Linked DNA regions of Arabidopsis thaliana: region 2 is linked to region 1. A link is a contact called in public capture Hi-C data. All regions are on one chromosome and are shown on one strand. The core of a region is the stretch at or near the end of the contact, and the rest is flanking DNA. Distances in the headings are between cores, read along the strand shown. Region 1 holds the start of AT5G37070 (hypothetical protein (Protein of unknown function, DUF538)). Region 2 holds the start of AT5G37170 (O-methyltransferase family protein).

Evidence for each region. Capture Hi-C pulls out chosen DNA fragments and counts their contacts.
Region 2: a contact with region 1 is called in a capture Hi-C map of seedling, with 1.6 times the contacts expected there. The contact joins the promoter of AT5G37170 here to the promoter of AT5G37070 in region 1. A contact is called at or near these places in 6 of 26 Hi-C or Micro-C datasets (cotyledon, leaf, root and 1 more) and 2 of 3 other capture datasets (root and seedling).

The regions. Positions count from the first base shown.
Region 1 is chr5:14,649,515-14,652,397 of TAIR10.1, forward strand. It overlaps AT5G37070 (hypothetical protein (Protein of unknown function, DUF538)), which reads left to right and starts at 1,399. Exons shown (of 3, transcript NM_123066.4): 1 at 1,399-1,663; 2 at 2,110-2,164; 3 at 2,263-2,849. The coding sequence starts at 1,577. The coding sequence ends at 2,633.
Region 2 is chr5:14,711,289-14,714,171 of TAIR10.1, forward strand. It overlaps AT5G37170 (O-methyltransferase family protein), which reads left to right and starts at 1,446. Exons shown (of 4, transcript NM_001344165.1): 1 at 1,446-2,002; 2 at 2,163-2,475; 3 at 2,551-2,615; 4 at 2,716-2,883. The coding sequence starts at 2,280.

The sequences.
Region 1 (2,883 bases), core at 149-2,648:
ACAACACATGAAATATTGCTCTCTCTCGCTCTCTCTTAATTCTTTTTAACTCTCTCAATCTCTCTCCTCAAATTGGATATGAGTTTTTCGGTGAGCGATCTCTTTCTTCCTCATGGATCTGGTTAACTTTCCAGAACAGATGGTGAATCCGTCGGAAAATCTTGCACAAAACTAACTGTATATCAAAAATGAGGAGTGGAGCCCATATTTTCAATGTCAGGATAGCTACTGGCTTCTATGCTTTTGATGAAAACTTTAATATCATCCATGATGCAGATATTCATGAAAGATGGATGTTAGTGAGAATGACTGTCAGAACCCCTGCTATTCCGGGTGTTGCTTTTGCCCAATACGATCCAACTAGGTTTTAGGTCACAATACATTTACAGCTCAGTTCACGAGCATTCTCTCTTGCTTCTTTACAAATTAAGTAATAGTAATGTTTCATGTGGTTCATACAACCACGGCGAATAAGATTTGCACAACCTAATAATTATTGTAGCTTTGTTTTTTATATTTTCAGAGTTCAAAATTGAACCATAATTTAACTAGCTACATAAAAAACAATTTCATTACAATAAAATGAGCATATGAAGTTGTGGTACAATTGTAATTAATAGAGGTTTTTCATATGCATTTGCATATATCTAAAGGTCGAATATGACGATGTGGAGAGCTTTTTAATGGTGATTTTTTTTACAGAATTCTAGAAGATGACGAACTAAACGAAATCATATTCTTGGTGAGTGCTTCTAACCTTATAGAAAATCTTTTAAATCTTGTCTTCTAATGATATGCAAACTTGTCATGTTTTCTTTGTTGAGGAAATGAATCAAGCCTTGTAAATTCATTATCAGTTAGTGACGATACAAAGTGGATGTTGAAACTTCATGGCTACAGAGATACTTAGTTCTCATATATCAAAAATTTGCATATATTCATATGTTTTCTTCCAACGATTAAATGCTTTGAGATACGACTATATTGTACATCTTTCAGTTATTGTTAATTTTCTTAAAACTAGATTCGGACCGCATGTTCGTGCTGGATTATGTGTGTAGATGTATTTGTTTGGTATAGTATTCATTAATCCAAACCAGGGGGAAAAACAATGCTTTATAGGAGGGTCAACTGACCCCATAACTTTTTAAAACTTCTATGTTATTAGTAGCCTAAAACAATTTTTTTGACCCTAATACAAAGATTAATGTTAGAACATGAAACAAAAAAATAGTTCAAATACTTGAAATTTAGTTTCATAGCATGCATTAATGAAACAAAGGGAATAATAAATTATTAAACATGATTAAGGTGTTCTTAGTTTTACACGTGGGGGTTGTCAAAGTTGACCAAAGCGTTCTCACTGTTTCTTTAATGAGAAACAAATCAAATAACATGGGAACGTCAGAGTAAAACTCGTGTCGTTTTGATAATTTAACAACTAACGTTGCGCTGTTTTTTAGTTACTTAGACACGGTGAGAAACACAAAAACTATAGACGACGAAACGATTCCTCAAACGCAGAAGTCTTCTCCTTCTCTCGACGGATTAAGCTTTTACACAGAAGAGGAGAGATATGGATCAGATACTGAACAAAGTTGGCTCTTACTGGTTAGGGCAAAAGGCAAACAAAGAGTTCAATTCCGTCGGTGACGATTTCAATGTAAAATTTACATTTTTCCTCTCTTTTAGTTATCCTCAAGACTTTTTGCTTTGTGGGTTTTAGTTTCCTGTTTGAGAGGAAAAAGCATCAATCTTTGATTAAGGGTTTTTAATTTCGAAGGCTTTTTAGTCTTTCTAATGCTTGGTTTTGTGAACATGTTTGTCTTATTGTCTGGAGTTACATGGTCTAGTTTAATAAACATTGTCCTGTTTTAACAGAAATTTCATAACTTTTTACCTTAATTGAATCCTTCATTGATCTTTAGTGGAGGGTTCTTCAGCTTGTTATAGAAAGAAAGAGTGGATAGTGATTTGCTATTAGTATGGATTCCATTTGAACTGTTAATGCTGCAATTTGTATTTTATGGTAACATATCATGAAAAAGTTTGGATCTCATGAGATACAAATGTTCCTGAGTCTGATGATATTTGGATTCATTTTTGCAGTCATTGTCTAGCAGTATTGAAGGAGGTACCAAGTGGTTAGTCAACAAACTCAAAGGTTTGTATTATGTATTTAAATCTCCTTCAGTTCTTGAAATATCTGTATAGTTTGTTAGTCATGTTTTGGCTATGTGTGTTATTCTTGTTTATTGATAGGAAAAATGCAGAAGCCATTACCTGAATTGTTGAAGGAATTTGGTCTACCAGTTGGGATCTTCCCACAGGATGCTACAAACTATGAATTCAACGAAGAGACGGGTAAATTGACTGTATTCATCCCTGAGACATGTGAAGTTGGGTACAGAGATTCATCGGTTCTGCGGTTTTCAACTACGGTAACGGGTTACTTGGAGAAAGGGAAGCTAGCAGAAGTGGAAGGCATGAAGACAAAGGTTATGATATGGGTGAAAGTGACTTGTATCTCAGCTGATTCATCAAAGGTATATTTCACAGCCGGGATTAAGAAAAGCAGAAGCAGAGATGCTTATGAGGTAATACGACCTGGTGTTGGTGTTGATAAATTCTAAAACTTATAGATCAATTTTTATGGGACAATAAAGTTACAACTTCCTAAGTAATGTTTTTGTGTGTATGTTGTAGTACTTCTTGTGTAAAAAAAAAATCTGATTCATCAAACCTTTACTTTTTAATGTATAAGAATGTTGGTACTTGCTAGTTGTTACCATAAATATAATAAGGAGCGGAGCAGGGAACAACATCCTTCGAACCAATCCAGTCATTAGCTCTCCATACCCATCTCTCTTAGCATGAGCTGTG
Region 2 (2,883 bases), core at 196-2,695, 62 kb after region 1:
GCATTGTATTATGTTTTTTCTCATTATGTCGAAATGAAGAATATAACAATGTATGTTTGATGACTTTTTCAAACACTCCTTGTATACCAGTAGGGGTGGGCATTGGGGTAAGCCGTTTGTATTTGGGTAAAACCCAATCGGATACCAATCCTTCGGATAAAGAAGTTTAAGATCCAATAGGGTAAATCTAAATTATCAGTTCGGTTTCGGTTCGGTTCCAGTCGGGTTCAGATAAGTTTGGTGTAGAATTTCAGGCTCTTTTGGAACCGATACCAGAATTTTCGATTTTTAGGTAAATATATGGATTTTCGGGTAAAATTTTGGGTTTCGGATAAAATTTAGATTTTCGAATAAAATATTCAGGTATTTTCGGGTAGAGGAATTTAGGACCCAATAGGGTACATCTTCGGGTTCAGTTTTGGGTCCAATTTTTTGGGTCGGTTCCGGTTCAGGTAATCGGATCCAGTTTTTTTTTCCCCAGCCCTAATACCATTATCGTCAATGTTTCCTACTTACTTTTGGATCCGCTCTCAAGTGTGATTCAAGTAACTTATAGTTTGAATATATATTTAAACAATTTTTACTATTCAGAATCTAAATGTAAACATTATTAATGGAAGTCTAAAGATTCAAATTAGTTTAATTGTTGAAGTATTAGAGTATCTCCATCAAGGAGAAATCCATTTAGTTTCTCAAACAAAAAAAAATATTAATATTTTATTATAATTTTGTTTTATGATTAAATTTTTATTTTAGTAAAAAAATTGAACCAATTGAAAGTAAAGAAATATTATGATTGCATGTAGAGAGTATCTCATAGTTTCTCACTTGAGAAACTTTCTACATTCTCTCTTTTTTTTAATTATTATTTTATTAGTGAGAAACTCAATATTAAGATACTCCTAATGGAGATGGTCTTATTATCTATGCCGGTTTCACTTTTTCGTTTGCCTAACATTACTCAAACAAACCAAGAAGCTTAATCCCTAAATAGGTCTATGCATAATTAGGTTTGCTATTGATAGCCTCCACTTAGAACCACGTCCGTCTTCGTAGATTATCACGTGGGTTGTCCAGCCAAAGATATCACTTTAAGATGGTTCACATTGTATCCATGGTCAAGTCTTCATGAATTACATTAGTCCCTTATTATTTTTGTTGGTCATCAAAATAAAAGAAAATTTGTAAGGTTATCATATTACCTCGAGAAATTTGAGATTTTGCATAATTGTTTGATATCAATCGATGCAAGCAAGATTTAGACGTTTCTTCAACATAAAATTTGTAGACATAAGGTGAATTTTTAGACTGATGTAGATAATGCTTTCGTTAGCCCCTATGAATATAAAATTTTAGGCACAAATCGTAGTCATGAGTCACCAAATCAAATGTCGGTACTCGGTACACTTGGTTTGAGATCTCTCCCTATAAAATGGAACTAAGTTTACCTGTTGACACCATCCTTTCTTTCCGACTCTACCTTTGTTATCCATCTTATTCTATTTTCTAACCAACGACAACAATGACAAACCATCATCAAGAGTCCTTAACCACTTACCCTAAACCGGGTCCAACCAGAGAACAAGAACAAGTTGACGAAGAAATGATGAGCATGCAAATGCAAGCGTTGAGGATCACAAACTCATTGGCTTTTCCCATGGTTTTCAAAGCTGCCTTAATTGGAGCTTGGCGTCCTCCATACGATTGTTGCCCTTGAGGAGGGCGTATGGCTCTCGCCTTCCGAGATAGCTTTTGGTCTCCCTACCAAGCCTACCAACCCAGAGGCACCGATGTTGATAGACCGTATGTTACGGTTACTCGTCAGCCACTCGATCTTGAAATGTCGTTTAGTTGAAACCGGAGAAAACAATCGAACCGAAAGTACCCAAAGGGTATATGCAGCGGAACCGGTTTGCGCTTTTTTCGTAAACCGTGGAGTCAACTCAGGTTCTCTCATGTCCCAGTTCATGTTGCTCCAAAGCCAAGTCTTTTTCAAAACTTGGTACGTTATACGTACCTAAATATTTGCAAATCAGCCAAATTAGTAGTTGATCCTCATTTGTATTAAACCGGTTAATAACCTCTTTACTAAACCAATATGCGATAAAGGTACTCTATATATACACGTACTTTCAATGAACAATAGAAGATTTATGTTACAGGACACATCTGAAGGATGTGATACACGAAGAAAAAGATGCATTCAGTTCTGCCCATGGCATGGGACTCTACGAATACGTTGTACGGACGAACAATTCGCTGCTATATTTAACCAGGCAATGTCAGATTCCTCTACCATGATCATGACGAAGATTTTAGAAGTTTACAAAGGATTAAAAGATGTAAATACTTTAGTTGATATTGGAGGAGGACTTGGCACCATTCTAAATCTTGTCATTTCGTCCAAGTATCCTCAAATTAAGGGTATCAATTTCGATCTAGCCGCAGTTTTAGCCACTGCTCCTTCTTATCCCGGTACATCATTTGATCAATTCTGACAAGTTGAAAATTGATTTAATTTTATTTAGTCTTACCAAAATTAATTTTTAGGAGTTGAGCATGTACCCGGAGATATGTTTATAGACGTTCCAAAAGGAGATGCAATCTTCATGAGGGTAAGTTATATACATATACATACGTTATACATATACATACGTATCTTGAATGGAAAATTTTATGATTACTATAATTTACAAACTAAAATTGTTTACGTAGCGGATATTACGTGACTGGAACGACAAAGATTGTGTAAAGATATTAACAAATTGTTGGAAGAGTCTTCCGGAAAAGGGAAAAGTTATAATAGTTGACATGGTTGCACCATCAGAACCAAAGAGTGACGACATTTTCTCTAAGGTTGTCTTTGGTACGGACATGTTGATG